2 separate regions of the Zea mays genome follow, and region 1 is linked to region 2. A link is a contact called in public Hi-C data. All regions are on one chromosome and are shown on one strand. The core of a region is the stretch at or near the end of the contact, and the rest is flanking DNA. Distances in the headings are between cores, read along the strand shown.

The links. A called contact is a pair of places that touch in the nucleus more often than the background predicts.
Region 1: a Hi-C map of bundle sheath shows a contact between it and region 2, with 2.1 times the contacts expected there. The contact joins the promoter of LOC103644219 here to the promoter of LOC541803 in region 2. A contact is called at or near these places in 7 of 25 Hi-C or Micro-C datasets (bundle sheath, ear, endosperm and 2 more).

What each region holds. Positions count from the first base shown.
Region 1 is chr1:297,832,281-297,836,187 of Zm-B73-REFERENCE-NAM-5.0, forward strand. It overlaps LOC103644219 (polygalacturonase ADPG2), which reads left to right and starts at 1,305. Exons shown (of 3, transcript XM_008667417.2): 1 at 1,305-1,947; 2 at 2,046-2,274; 3 at 2,368-3,164. The coding sequence starts at 1,390. The coding sequence ends at 3,008.
Region 2 is chr1:297,613,613-297,618,059 of Zm-B73-REFERENCE-NAM-5.0, forward strand. It overlaps LOC541803 (cellulose synthase 5), which reads right to left and starts at 3,160. Exons shown (of 14, transcript NM_001111485.2): 1 at 2,881-3,160; 2 at 2,546-2,738; 3 at 2,000-2,247; 4 at 1,802-1,901; 5 at 1,527-1,713; 6 at 950-1,216; 7 at 520-865; 8 at 292-429; 9 at 57-182. The coding sequence starts at 2,901.

The sequences.
Region 1 (3,907 bases), core at 55-2,554, 220 kb after region 2:
GCTATGAAAATAAGCAAATAAATTTTTTTTGTTGGGATTTCATGTAATTTGAAGGGGCACAATATGATTTTGTATGTTGTCATGGGCACTGAGTCTTTCCCTCCTGACTGAGACGGATGGGTGCCGGTGCCCCCGTCGGCGGGACAGTGGTACTGTGTACGTTATCACACAAGCCTTAACTGCGGATGGTGAAAACAACCGATAATGACCTCGATGCTGATCGGCAGACACGCACTGTACCTCGTCATCATCGTGACAGCCATCGTGGCTGTGCTTCGTTGTTCACCGCCGATCCGATCGATCTGCTGGACGGCCATCTGCTGCCACGCCCACGCGCACCGTCGGCTGGACGGCCGCCATCAGACTCCTGTCTCTTTGGGTCTCCCTGCTCCGATGAGTACTCATCTTGTCTCTCTTGCTAGAGCCTAGAGGTCCAGAACCGTCTCCAGCAGACACGCCTATACGGACTACAGATTCGGATGCGAATTCCCCCATACTGGGTCATATTATTACTATACAAAATAGAAACTCACTGAACAACTCGCTGCTCAAAACACAGCAAATTAACTGATATCGGTTTTCTTTTTTCTTTTCTTTTTCCTTTTTGAACAGATAAAGACCGAAAGGGCAACCAGAGCCACAGGCCACCAGCGGTGCAGAGCCTACGAGAAAGGACTGGACACTGCGGCTGCGGGCCCCCTACTACAATTTTACTTCCAGCAAAAAGTCGCAGCATAGATAGGCTTAACGGAACTGGGGGAAAAAGGACCTCCGAAAATGCAGTAGGGCAGGCCCGTGCAAATCTGGGCTAAGGAAGACAAATTCAAGCTGGGCTATGATTGGGCCTCTCTCCCTGCTAACATGATGGGCTCGGCTCATCTAGCACAGGGCACACCAAAGAATGGGGCTACTTGACCTGCACCAAGGTACATGTGCCAACTGTTTGGTGGCGAGATGCAGAATTCGAGAAATTTTGTCACGAGGATCCAGCAGGAGGCTCAGATTCAGGTTCTGTCACGGTACTCATTTTTATCCCTCTGGCGCAATACCTGAAGCAAGAATCTTATCCACGGGTTCCCTTCCGTCCGCAAGCATGGCTGCATGCTGCAGGCACGCTCCAGGCCAGCCTAACCTCTGCCCTCCGCGTGTGCGTGATCCTTCAACGGCAACGCAACCCCCAGACAGAATAGAATCCCTAGTTCGTCCCGGCGCGCGCGTCACGATCCCGACACCAAGCTGGGCAAAAACCAAAACTGCGTCGGCTCAGGTCCCCCGCGACCAGAATTTAAAGCTGAAGCCGCGAGCACGATCGCCTCCGACTTCAGTTCCGTGCTGACGACGCGATTCACTTCAGAGTTGAGGCCTGTCCATCGGTGCTTGGCGCTGCCCATGGCGTCCAGCATGAAGCCGACAATGCTCGCGTCCACGGCGGCCCTGCCCCTCCTCGCGCTCCTCCTCCTCCTCCTCCACCTCTCGTCCGGCGCTCTCGAGGCCGTAGTAGTAAGCGCGAGCAACGGCACCGCAGCCGACGGTGCGAGCTACACGTGCAGCGGGTCCCTGACGTGGCCGTCGTCGTCTCACCAGAGCGTGTTCAGCCTCGACCGCTACGGCGCCCGCGGCGACGGCAGGCACGACGACACGGGCGCGCTCGCCAGGGCGTGGGAGGCGGCGTGCGCCTCGCCGCGGCCGGCCGTCCTGCTCGTCCCCGGCGGCAGGCGCTACCTGCTCAAGCTCGTCGTCCTGCGTGGCCCGTGCAGGTCCCGCGTCGCGGTCACCGTGAAGGGCACCCTGGTGGCGTCGCCCAACAGGGCGGACTGGAGCGACAGCGACCGGAGGCACTGGATCGTGTTCCGGAGCGTCGACAGGCTCACTGTCCACGGCCGTGGCTCCATCGACGGCAACGGACACAGCTGGTGGCCGCACTCGTGCAAGATCAACAAGGCTCTGGTAGTATAAAGCTGTGGCGCCGACCGGTTCTAAAAACGAAGTGTGTGTGTCATGTGTGACCTCCTAACTGAACTGGCTTCTTCTCTCTTTCTCTATAGCCCTGCAAGGCGGCTCCAACGGCTCTGTCGTTCCACTACTGCACCAATCTAAGGGTGGAGAATCTCAAGATGATGAACAGCCAGCAGATCCACATGTCGATCGAGGACTGCGCCAGCGTGCAGGTGTCAAGGCTGTCCATCACAGCACCCGGCACGAGCCCTAACACCGACGGCATCCACATCACGCGCAGCAAAGATGTGCGCGTCACGAACTGCAAGATCAAGACAGGTACGTAGTAGTAGTAGCAGCCAACACGTACGCCAAGCCATGGACACCACTACTATGCCTTCAATTCAAACTTTTCCCTGCTCAATTTCGCAGGAGACGACTGCATGTCGATCGAGGACGGGACGCACGGCCTCCACGTCTCCGGCGTCGTCTGTGGCCCCGGGCACGGGATCAGCGTCGGGAGCCTAGGAGACGACGACTCGCGAGCGGAGGTCTCCGGCATCACCATAGACTCAGTGCAGCTACACGGCACCACCAACGGGGCCCGGATCAAGACGTACCAGGGAGGCAGCGGGTACGCCAGGGACATCACGTTCCAGAACATGGCCATGCACGGCGTCAGGAACCCGATCGTCATCGACCAGAGCTACTGCGACAGGGCCGAGGCTGAGCCGCCGTGCCGGGAGCAGAGGTCGGCGGTGCAGATCAGCGACGTCGTCTTCAGGAACATCCGGGGGACGACCGTCACCAGGGACGCCATCAGGATGAGCTGCAGCAGGGACGTCCCGTGCCGGGGCATCGTCCTGCAGAACATTGACCTCAAAATGCAGGGCGGGAAGGGACACGCGGAGAGCACCTGCCAGAATGCCAAGTGGAGAAAGTCCGGAAAGGTCGTTCCGCAGCCGTGCACCTCGAAGGAGGAGGGCAAGGTTGGGCAGCTGTTGGAGTTCCTCTTAGATCACGAGCTCGCGTCGTCTTTGCGCTCGTGGAGTTCCTGGTCACTGTGGAACTAGAGACCTGCATGCAGTTCGTCGTTTTGCTGCTGTGCTCAGTGAGTACGTCAGTGTATTTGTCATTTCCTTCACGTAAGTAGTACGTAACACCCATGCATGTATAATGTACTGTTATATATATTAATATATAGCAACCACAACCACGCATCCACATCAGCTGCTTGTATTTTAGGGGACATGACGCTTGAGATTTCAGAATCAAACATGGTGTGGCGACCTGGACAGCTCTAAACATCGCGCATAATTGGGCGTCTTGGCCTATTGTCCTGGTCCCACACCTATTTGAGCCACAAAAAAAACAACAAGAAGAAACACCCTTCTGATAAGACGGTAAACATTTCACTTATTCGGACTATGCGTGAGTGCTCAATGATCGTGGATATTATTACACACCAAAATAGATGACTAAGGGTCTAAGGCCCTGTTTGGAACTACTCGAGCTCCAGAAATTTTAGTGGATGAATTGGTGAACAGGTTATTATGTGTTCTAGAAAATCATAAAGTTACATTTACAAACCTTTATAAGACATTTGGACAAATTATTTTATTTATTGTCTAGATTAAAAATCTATAACTATTTAGATTTATATTATAAACTATAGCTCCACGTTGAAGCTGGAACCTATAGCCATGCCAAACACCCGCTAAGTATTTGAGCATAATTACCATGAATGGGTTTGTTATAGCTCGCTAGGGGTAGTGTATCATTGATGCAGACATAATCAAAAGGTTTTGACCACTGTTCATATATGATTCAAAGGTCTCAAACCTCTCAATGACAAGAGATCTTTTATCATTATCTTTGGATGGTTACTCTTCGGCACATGTGAGGATGTCTTAAGACACCCGAAATTGATTCCCTATACTAGGGTATTTAGTTTTGAGCTCAAGGGCAATGG
Region 2 (4,447 bases), core at 1,910-4,409:
TCCAAGTAACTAAAGTTAGCAAGACACATTCTGAAATTCTGTATTTAGCCACTCACAAGTGCATTCATGGCACCAGCCTTCTTGTGATGTTGGAATCCAGGACGTTTTTCACGAGACACATAAACCAAACGAGGAAGTTCATTGCCTTCAACGTCAAGCCCTCCACTGTGACCCAGGAAAACCTGAGAATGACCACAATTTTGAGTTTAAAATGTTTACAACAATAATCATTCAGTGCAGGAAAGATATATGCTGTGGCCAAATAGTTTAGGGAGGAAAATTGAGCTTAACCTGAATCATTCCAGGATGGTCCCTAGTATTGTTCCCAGGCCAAGGTGTACCATCTTGCATGATCCATCCCTCCTCGGGAACTTTTTGTGCATTGGCTACAAGACCATTGATACGAACTTTGAATTCTTCATATTCTCTCTGTCAAGTATGTTTAAAGATACAAATTAACGTCATTCAGCGGCAGGAACTGCCAAAACCTACATGCATATATATAAGTATCAAATATACCTTCATGGCCCGGCGTTCTTTCACAAATGAAGTTTGAACTTTGTCTTTCAAGTAATCAATTTTCTGAGCAAAGTACCATTCCGGAGCCCTAGGCTCTATGTTGTACTTCTTACAGAACGGAACCCATTTTCTAGCAAACTCTGAAGTTTCAGAGAGAGCATCAAAAGTCAGCATAGCAGCTCCATCATCCGAAACATAGCAAGATACCTTGTCAACCGGATAATCGACAGCAAGGATGGAAAGCACAGTATTTGCAGTGACAAGAGGAGGCTCCTTCATAGGATCCACAGTACTGACAAAGATATCAACAGGAGCTAATTGAGATGGTTCACCTTCTCGGTCATACCTGACAATGGAAGTAGTATTGTGAAATTGTCAGTAATAGAACAACAAATACCCTTTTGAGTTAGCACTAAATACTTCACATCACCTTAAAGCCAGTCTATCAAGGTATGTTTCACGGTTGATTGGGGACCACTTTGGGAACTGATCCAAAATCCAGGACAAAGCAAACCAGATCTCACATATGACGGATAAAAGCCACAGTGGATATGCATTGTTCACAGGATGTGTGATACGGTAGCGCAAGAATATGCATAGAACAGCCAAACGTAGCACAATGACCATTCTGTACGGATTTATTCTGGATGAAGGAATTGGCACTTTTCTAGATAGAGGTTGCCGAGTTTCATCATTCCTGCAATATGGATCCACAAAAAGTTATTGCTAAAAGTGCCATGAAAGTCAGCATTTACATGTTTGATAGCGATAACCGACATCTGCATTCATATATATAATATAACGTACAAGTATTTCCACTGACATCAGTCATCTGCATAAATTTTGTTCAAAAGGCATGATTTGACAAACTGTCTTAGATTTCTGAACACGCCAAAGTGCAAACTACTGTTAACAGTGCTAGTACATATAAAGGAGGAAACATTAATTATTGGTACATTTGGAGCTCGCGAAAGGTACGCACAAGCATATGTGAATTGTGAACTTACAGTAAGGCATCTTCCATGTTATAATCAGTAGAAGCATCAATATCAGCAACTCCACGCCCTTCTGATGGAGCAATGCTTGTTCCATTGGTCATAGGAATTGCACCTTTATCCTTCATTTTCCATCCATCCACCCTCTCTTTCCATGCAACATTGCCAAGGCTACCGGAGAACTCCCTCGATGGGTTTGCTGATAAGAACCAGGCCGCAGAGATTAGATCATAGCAGATGCAACAGTAACCAACAAAACATGAGATATTGATGATCGAGACACCTACGAGAATGATTTACATAAGGAAATTGATGTCCACGCCTGCCAATGTTCCCAACAGGAGACATCATATGATCAGGGGAAGCTCCAGGAATCTCTCCTGAGATCTGTAAATACGATTCATATGAAGGAACTGAATATTAGTTATGTCTTCTGAACTATATTTAACACAATCGCCTTAAAAGTCTAAAGTTTCAACTCCAACCTGGCTATGAGTTAGTGACGGGATATATCCACGAGGGATCTCACCACTGTCATACTTCCCATGCCCAATTTCACCGCTGTCATACTTAGCCAGGCCAATATCACTGCCACGTGAGTTTGTCCGCCAGGTGAGCATTCTCTCAGCAATCTTTTGCTTCTGATCCTGGTTGCCAGATGCTTGGTAGTTGTAGTCACTCACATCGTCAGCATCCACATCCTCATTTTCCTCACCGTGTACTGGTGGGCTCCCTGAACAACAGAACACGATTGAGTAAAGAATAAGATTCAGCCTCGGTTGAAGCCAAAGAATTCCACTCTTGTGGCTCTTGGCGGCAATGTGACTCGAAACTACAATTCGAGTACAGTTCACTGAGAGAGCTAGCTTACGGTGAGAATCTGAATAAATTTGCCAAACACTGAACTATTACCTGTTCCTAGCGATTAAAACACAACTACCTGCTTGATTTCAGTGGCTGTTGCAGCCTAGCCTGCTGCACTCAACCTGGAGTACATGGAAATCGGTGGAAATGGCGGCGGTTGGCCATACCTTTGTGGCGCTTGTACTTAGTCTTGCACTGCGGGCACGCCTGGGTGCCGTCCTTGCGCTCGTACTCGTAGCATGGGCGGCACACGGGGAAGCCGCAGACGTCGCAGGCGGTGAAGAGGTCGCCGTCCGCCGCGGTGCCCACGCCGTCGCCGCAGATCTGGCACACCTGCCCGGCCACATGCTTCCCCGAATTCTTCGCACGCGCGCAGATAAACCAAACCCAAAAGGCACACACACGAAAACACCTTCAGTAACGAACAAACCGCGGGAGAAAACCCTCCTGCTACTCCCTATAATTCCCCCAACCCCCGTCCCCCGAAATGCGTGCCACTCACCGTGGCGTCGCCGCCGTCCATGGCGCACCAATCCGAGCCCTCCACGAGTTCACAAACGCCGGACCCCCGCCGACTCACCGCATTCCTCGGCTTCCCCTCCCGCGTGCCGGCGCCGAATCGCCCCCGGGCTCGCGCGCTGGCGGGAGAGGCAGAAGCAGAGGCAGCCCAGCGGTGGCAGTGGCCCTAACCCAGTGTTCACCTCGCGCAGGAGCAAGTGGTGGAGCTCGCTCGAGGCGGCGACGGAGGGGGGAGGGGAAAAGGGACGCGGCACCGACGAGACGGCGACGGGGTGGGGTGGGGTGGGGGGACGCGCACACGAGGCAATGCCGTGCGGATTGGATCGGCGTGTTACCACCTTGCTTGCGTGGTGCCGGGGTTTAGCGATCGGTGATTGAGTGATAAACCCCGGGATTTTGCTGGGTAATTTTGGATTCGCTTGCGAGGTTGGAGTTGATCTGTCCTTGGTTTTGGCTGTTAGTTTTCGCGTGGGGGAGGCCAGGTGGGGAATGGGATTAGCGGTGGGGTGGACGGGGACCACAGGACAGCGATGTACGTGGGGGAGTCCATGTCGAGACCTCGCTCTCGTGGTCGGCCGCACAGCTGGACTCTGGAGAGGGCGTGTGGGGCCGAGTGGCAGGGACTGCGGCAACGCGCGACAGCTGGGGATTGGTTGGCTGCCGCAATGCCGCTGGAGGAGGAGTGGAGGACTGCCCGAAGGACGGACGGGAATGAATGAATGTCGTAGGATGGGGGGTTTTTTTTAAGGAATGTCATGGAATGGAATGTGTGGATCCTTAAGGTCACAGCTGCACATATGCTGTCAAACAGCCGAACAGTTGAGTTTCCACTGTGATCGTGTACAAATACAGTATCATCACATACGTGTATTCGTGCCACTACAAGGTAGAACTGATTGTTTGCCTAGGCCAAGGTGGAGCAATGTCGTTAAGCATGAATTCGGATCCACTCGCTCCGAATATATCTAGATCGTTATATCTAGCTTTTTAGTTTGGAACACATAGTCACATAGATATGTAGATAATAAGTAGGAGGACCCAATATAATATGTACTATCTATTAAATTAATAATGTAGGCCACGACACTAGACGCACTACCATCCCTCGCTCCCTCTCCGCGCACACGCATGCGTCCGCGCCTGCCTCCCCGTGCTCGCAAAATCCGCTCCAACCCCTTCTCCTCGGACCGCCGCCCCCACACCTCCCATTTCTCGCATCCACTCCCTCCCGGCCATGCCCCCACCTGCACCTGCACACGTCCTCCCAACGATCCGGGATCCTATCCACTCGACAAAACCTAACAACCCCATGTGATTTATCCGCCCCGATCGCAATCCATTCGGTTAAACCCTAACAACCACGGTCCCCATATAATCATCGTCGCTAGCGCCATCGGCATCTGCCTCCTCGTTGTGCTCAGGCGCCCTGTTGGGGGTATGCTTCGTAGCCGAAGATCCTAAAGAAATGAACACCTTCGGCAAATCCTCTCCAAAGCAGCGCCGAAGCTAGCGACTGTAAAGCTTCGGCACAGTGATATGTCTCAAGACGA